2 separate regions of the Siniperca chuatsi genome follow, and region 2 is linked to region 1. Evidence: chromatin contacts called from public Hi-C data. All regions are on one chromosome and are shown on one strand. The core of a region is the stretch at or near the end of the contact, and the rest is flanking DNA. Distances in the headings are between cores, read along the strand shown.

Region 1 (3,669 bases), core at 538-3,037:
AAGGGGCTCGATGTAGGGCTATCATGAGTCATTAGGTTTGTTGTAAAAGGGTCCCAAACACACGAGATGTTGGGAAAATGTGTGGGTGTCCTGGTGTATGAGAAACTAAATATGAAGCATAAATACACAAGCTGTCCTGATATTTTAAAATAATGGATGAGGTGGAGGCAAAGAACACCGTAATGGAAACCATGCTGCAATGAAACTGCCACAATATGAACAAGTGGGTTTCCTTCCACCTGGTCTGTTATATTCTATATCAAGACACCTTGGGATGTATTATTGCAAAGTGATTGCATAAAGTCAATTCAAAAGTGCAATTCAACACAAAGAGACACATATACGGTCCGGGCAGTGCTAATTAAGGTGATGACACGTGTACGCAAGTTGAAAATGTTAGTAAAAAAATGTGTTCGCTAATGGCTTTATCACTCCAATTCATGAGGAGATAAGACGAAAAAGAGAGAGGGCTGGAAGAAAATAACAAAAAGAACCAGAGTTCTTGGTAAGTTTTGAGATCAGTCCGAGGATGAGCTGTCATTCAAAGACAGCACACGAACACTTGTAGGTTTCTAGCTAGCTACAGCTAACGTGTGTACAGTTGGCACATTGGCTGCTTCAGGCGAATATAAAAAAAAAATTGCTAGACAAGAACGTTGATATTGTATGATTTTGTAAAACCCCAGATTAATGCCAATGTTTTTAAGATTATATATTATTAGCCTACTACTTTGTATGGCAACTACTATTCTTAAGGTAAAGGAAAGATCGTGGTAATGGAAAATAAACTATGGTCGACGTATGGCTGAATTTAAGTTTCATTTAGGTTAAGTAACTGCTTGGTTGTGGCTGGATTATGGTTAACAAAAACAGCGAATGTTAATTGCAGATCGGTGTCAGACGTAAACACCCATCCACCACCCTGGCCTCCACACCTTTACTTTCAGCCTCGCTATAGGGGCACACTGCTTCCTGCATTGGCACTGAATGTTGCCACTGGATGTAAATCTTGAGGTGCAGAACTGTCCTAACGTAACTCCTGGGATACTGAACTGAAATAAATAGACTCCAGAGGTCAAATTCACGTTTGTGAATAACACGGGGCAAAAAATGTGCTTTACGTTCAGTCTGAAAACACCTTTTGTGACACCACCTGCCACTGAATTAGAGTATTTCCTGCGGCCATACGATACTAAAAAATTACATTTTGTTCATTGAAACATATAATAAGCTCATAAGGTCCAGTAATTATTTTCTGATCATGACAAAACATTACTTGTTACATCAAGACCACAATGTAACAAAGTATGGGGAATAATACCTTCCCTAAGTGTGAGAGTAGTGTCCTCATTGGTGTGAGTCAAAGTCCCAAATCAAATTGGAGTCAAAGTCCTGGAATGTCTTTTTAGGGAAAAATAACATAACGACTATAGCCAGCTTCCCAAAAGGAGCTGGCTATAGTCTAAGTGCAGAGCCTGTACCCGGCATGCCTTTCTCCATCTTCCCCCCTTTCTCTCCTCATGTTTCTGAGGTCAGTAAACAAGAAGTGTGTGTTTCCCTTTAAGGAGCCCCCACCGTTTGCACAGCGGAGGGAGGAGGAGCAGGCCTGCGGAACAGCGGCTGAGGAGGGAAAAAAAAAAATCCAACAGAGGACGGTTTCAAGTCCCCCCAATAGAAACTGTGCCTGATTTGTGGCCAATGTTGGAGATGTAAAAAAAAAAAATAGAAGAGAAAGAGAGGGAGGGAGAGGAGAGAGAGAGAGGAGGGAGGAGGGGGAGGGGGAGGAGAAGGGGGGAGGAAAAACACTAAAGGGGTAGCTATGGAGATGGAGCGTTTTCCTGGCTGCTTTCTTTGACAGGTGTTGAGTGGGGCAAAAGTCTTTAAACAGAATCCAGCATGTACGCCAAAGGTAAAGGAGCTGTCGTCCCTTCCGATAGCCAAGCGAGAGAAAAGTAAGTGAATTATGCGCTATATGTAAGAGTTTACCTGCTTATCGTGCAGGCGAGGGGGGCAGCGGAGGGGAGTCCAACTTTCTAAACTAGGTACTGTAATTTAAAAGGAGTGTACTGTACTAAAGTGCGCTCCTGCGTGCTGTTCCCCCTCCCATCCGACCACCTTAGAGGTGCGTCTCTTAAACTTTTTTTTTTTTTTAAATGTACCTCTTGTTTGCACTTTAGAGTTTTTGCACAGGATATTCACTAATATTGTGCGTTTCTTCACACTTCTTCTGTAACTTGGCGCAACCTTTTGGAGAGCAACAATAATTGAAATTGTAATTTTATGTTATGATACAGTACCCAGCACGCTTCTGCAGCCCTGAGAGCAGAAGAAGCGCATTTTCATTTCATTTCGGCTGAAACATGTTTCTGTAGGGGTGTACGTGCTCGTCCCTGTGCGGACAGGCTGCTCCGTCGTCTCTTATAAACTTCAGGAGGTTAAGCTGCTGGATGGTTGAACTGTTTTGTGTTTTAAGAAATAGAAGCTTGCTCAGGCTATTTACTGTGTTTTTGAGGCGTAAAGCCGGGCGCGAGCAAACCCTGGCGATGAAGGGAAAAGTTTTGTCCCATTCAGCAGTCAACTTTTTAGCATCCACTCACACGAAGGAGAGTCATGCTGCCACGAACATGAAGCTGTTATATTTACAGAAGCAGACTTTTTTTTTTTTTTTTTTTTTTAATCACAAGACCAGTTGATGAATGTGGGGTCGCGTGTAATTCTTGCTTATTCTGTCTGGAAATGTTGCACACACACACACACACACACAAATCACTGTTGTGTGTTTTTAAATACGTTGCAATTCCAGCATGCTTTTTGCTAGATTTTGTGTTTAATTTTCTTTCCTTCACATAAAGCACATTTGTCAATGCATGCATTAGTGCTTTTGAATAAAAGATAAAAAGCCAGTGTAACTTTTGAACGACTGAAGGCTGCACTGCTCCTCATGCCTGCTCTCCATTTCGATGCTGCTGGAATATTTGTGTATGGGGCCATTCAAATATTTGGACCTTCTTTGCATCCTAGCACTTTAGATCAGTGCAGTCTTTTATCTCCATTAGCTATATTTAAGCACTAAACAGTCTGAGGTTAGAGGAGTGAGTAGGGATCCCTGCTGAGATGCTATTGTAATCTAAAAACACTGTCAAGTCCTGAGAGGCTGTGCTGCTACACAGCACCTCATACATCTGTAATAGAAACTAAATTTCTTTAGAGACTCTCTTGTATTTGTTTGATGCATTGGCGTGTCATATTCAATTGATTAAGCTTTCTAGAGATGTGGCTTGCTTATGTGCTTAGTGTAAGCTTCCTCGAATACTACTACTTCTAATGCCACAAGCGTTTAATTTCACTCTGAATTCACATCAGATTATTGGAAAATTGAGCAGCTCCATGTGTGTTTGTGTCTGTGTTGAGGTGGAGGAGTGAATCCTAAATGAAAACAGTCCCATGTGGTTTTATGAGCAGCAGGCAGAGTGACCCTTGAACCAGCATATGATGCTTTAATATTGCATATGAACCATCAGCAGAGGTTGGGCAGCATATACACCTGTTTGTGTGCCTGAGCTTCATTACTTTATTAACAATACATTGAAAGCAACAGATTATCTAATGCTTATCTATGCTGGGACTGTGGATTATGTTCCATGTGTTATTGGGAGTGAAATCAGTGCA
Region 2 (3,669 bases), core at 360-2,859, 75 kb after region 1:
TCAATTAATGCCCCAAAAATCATCCCTTTTTGTTGACCTTATTCTCTGATCTACACGTGGCATGTCAGGTACTCGAAAACTTAATGCGCTCCATTAAGTCTGTAAACCAGTTTAGGGTGGGGCAGCCTCTTTCTACTAAACTGGAATGGCTCCTATTGCCAAAAAAGGGATCCAAAGTCAAGGGCAGTGTTTTACTGCAGGTAATTGCAGCTCTTCAGGGACAACACCAAAAAGCACAACAAGAGGATTAGGTTTGATTACACATTTAAGAACAAGAAACCCAGGTATCAAAGACAAATTTAAGAATCTGTTCAAAGCTGACACATGACACGCACATGGTGAATTAGGGAGACATCTGCTCTCGCTAATTTATTTATCAAAGGTAAGACTGATCTCAGGGTTCATTCTGGTCAGTTGTATTATAAAGAGAGATTAAAAAAAGGTGCAGGTAAACTAGGTGGCTTTAAAACATGAATGGGAGACTGAAAGTCATGCACAGATGGTTGGAGAAGGGTGGCTCAGGTAGGTTTATTATCTGGTAAGGTTCAAATGTCAAATCTCAGTGTTTGGTCTGGGTCAGTGTTAGTCCCTCAGTGGAGGATGTAGACTGTTGGTTTAGATGCTGGATGACTGAAGGACAGAAAGATAGTTACAAGGTGGCTTTTCTTGGCCAAACTGTGTAAATCTAACAAAGCGTTCGACTTCTTTGACAAAAGCCGCCAACAGATTGTATATAAAAAGCTCTGTGAAACATTTTAATCTCTTTTTCTACCATATCTGAAATAGCGCTGTGAATAGAAGATTCAAAAAGACAGATGCGAAAGGACCCAGATGAGAGTGTGCAGGTAAAACTTTTCACTTCTGCCTGAACTAAACCCATTGAGGAGAGGAACCGTCTCTTATCGTCAATGCTTATCCTTGAGAGGACAGCGACAAAAATGATACCTAACAGTTCTCCTTGGAATGACACTTGAAAATGAGAGGCAGTTCTCAGCAAACGTTTTCTCTGTCCATTGTCTGCCTGTAGCTTCTGTTAGACTTAGTTCAAACACGTTGATAACAGTCACTACAGTTAAACAGTGATTTCAATGTAGCCTTTGTCTCCTACTGTGCATGCTTCTTTCCTATCAGCAGCACGTTTCCGATACGGTATGTTTTATCTGTTTAGAGACAGACGTGAGAACTCCCTCTAAACACACAAACACACACACACACACACACACACACACACACACACACACACACATTTCCTGTGTGTTGGTGAAACTTCAGCTGTAAGCTCTGAACATTCCTCTCAGCTAAGGAGGGGATCACATACGTATATAAATTATTTGATGCCATCCTAACATGTTTAAATGGCTGTCAGTGTTTCACGGCCGTCCTCTGGGAGAAAACACCCGATATAGCGTGTTCCCATCTCTGAGCTGACGTGTTGCCATGCTATATAGCATGAGCTAGCAGGAGACCTACTGCTGCCACTGCCGCTCTCACTGGAATGTTAGCAAGGAATGACAATGAGTGTGCACTCAGTGTGTGTGTGTGTGTGTGTGTGTGTGTGTGTGTGTGTGTGGTGTGTGTGGTGCTGTTCCTCCTGGCTTTGTTTGTTGTGTTCAGTGATGCAGGCTGCTTTGTGTTCTCGCTCTCTGTTTGTGTGTGTGTGTGTGTGTGTGTGTGTGTGTGTGTGTGTGTGTGTGTGTCAGTAGTTTGACGGCAGTTACACACTGCCCTCTAGTGTTAGCAGCTGTAAACTTGAAAAGAAAACTCAGATGACTGGTACTCTTCCATCTCTTTTTCACTCTCCCTCTCTCCCTCTCTCTGTTAGTGGTCCATCAGGGGCAGCAGTGTGGGTCTTCCTTAAGCTGAAATGAGTGGTGGGGAGGCGAGGGGGTTGTGTTGATGGGTTTGTGGTACTGTGCCAAGCTGTTATCTCCTTAGCCGGGTAGAAAATGATTTTATTAATTGCTTCATTTAACGCTCCCTGTGTCCCCCTCCTTCTTCCCCTCTCCTACACATATACACAAACAACACCACACAAACACACTCACTCGCACACACTCCAACCAAGCTACTTTTCAAACTCGTCCTGTGTACACCTCTGTGACAGTTGAAATGTTCTCTCTCTCTCCCTCTCTCTGCAGGGACCTTTAGAGAGAACAGTACAGCCATAAAGGCCATATGCTGGCCCATTCAGATGTAATAGCAGGAAGGCCCAGGGAGGCCCAGCCAGAGGAGCTATGCTCCATTATGGCACATTATAGAGAGGAACAACAGAGGCACAGAGTCTGTGTGTGTGTTTGTGTGTGTGCACGCGTGTGTGTGAATGAAATTGTGTATTACTTACATTGCAGGGACAAAAATGTGTTCACAGAGCCACATTATGGGAATTCAACTACCATTTGGGCACAAAAAGCTGGTCCCCACAAGATAAACTATTATATTTTTGGGTCAAGACTTGATTTTTGGTTAAAGTAGGTTTAGGATTAGGTTAAGGCTACGGTAAGGGTTGGGGTTAGACATGTAGTGGCTATGGTTATGGTTCGGGTAAGGCTCCAGGAAATGAATGTAAGTCAGTGCAGTGTCCTCCAAAGTGGCTAAAACTAGCTTGTGTGTGTGTGTGTGATTGTGTGTAGAGGAGAAGCAGACTGCTGCAGCTGCATCAGTGCAGCCAGACCCCACAGGGGTGTCTTGTTAGACATACACACACACACACACACACACACACACACACACACACTCAGACTGGCACGTCAACAACAATAACCTCTTAGGTCAGACAGAGCTAGCGCTGCATTAGCCCCAGTGTGAACCTGCTGAGAGACAGAGCGAGCCAGTACAGCTGGCGTTAACCACCCAAAACATACACACACAGAGTGGCAGAACAACCACAGTGGCACCGGTACAAACACCATAACTGTGCCAACACATCCGGAGTACACTGTATGTACAACTAAATAAACATTTCCAGATTGTTGAATAGATTATTGACCGGCTGCATGTTGTGCTGCTGGTTAATAAGTGGCTTTATTGAAGATTTATCTGCTTCTCAGATGAGCCGGTCTCATGATAATGAGATGAATAGAATCAATGCGGCAAGTAAAGTCAACTGCCATGTCTCAAAAGGATAGGAAGCACCTGTCTCGAGAGCCCTGTTGCTGCTGAGCTCAACACTTGTGCCTTTGTTGGGTTGTGAGTCCATGAATAAGTGCTTCTGCTTATGAGCAGTATTGTTTTCACGTGTATGTACAAGCTCATCTCTCCTGCCAAAATCTGCGCTCTTATACAGCGTACCTGGCAGCGCAGTGGCAATGTATCTGTGCCTGTGGGAACGCACTTGTTTCAAGCTGTCAGTCAGGCATGTTTATTTTCCCACTGTGGCAATGTCCACAGAGAGGGCAGCGTAGTGGGCAGTGTGGGAAAGTGAGGCAGAGACAGAAGAGGGTGGGGAGGGAGAGAGGGAGAGGGAAGGAGAGATTTAAAGGGAGTATGTGTGCGAGTGTTGGTGTGAGGCTAGAGGAATGCAGGTATCTGTGCAGCTGCCTGCATGCTGCATGCAGGTGAAGAGGTGCACAAGTCTAGACAGTTATGTGTGTTGGTATGTGTGCGTGTGTGTGTGTGTCTGTGTGTGTGTTTGCCGAAATAACTTGTTGATTAATCAAAGTTGTTCAACAG

The links. Hi-C and Micro-C count contacts between places; a contact is called where the count stands out from the background.
Region 2: a contact with region 1 is called in a Hi-C map of skeletal muscle, with 7 times the contacts expected there. The contact joins the enhancer-like site here to the promoter of ssbp4 in region 1. A contact is called at or near these places in 2 of 3 Hi-C or Micro-C datasets (skeletal muscle and an unstated tissue).

What each region holds. Positions count from the first base shown.
Region 1 is chrLG6:19,970,203-19,973,871 of ASM2008510v1, forward strand. ssbp4 (single-stranded DNA-binding protein 4) reads left to right here and starts at 1,788. Exons shown (of 16, transcript XM_044199291.1): 1 at 1,788-1,952. The coding sequence starts at 1,897.
Region 2 is chrLG6:20,044,917-20,048,585 of ASM2008510v1, forward strand. The region is part of intron 4 of ssbp4 (single-stranded DNA-binding protein 4); the gene reads left to right. Among protein-coding and RNA genes, the nearest start is that of fkbp8, 17 kb to the right of the region's middle. Within about 2 kb of position 1,610, the one cell type or tissue checked has an H3K27ac peak away from gene starts, as active enhancers do.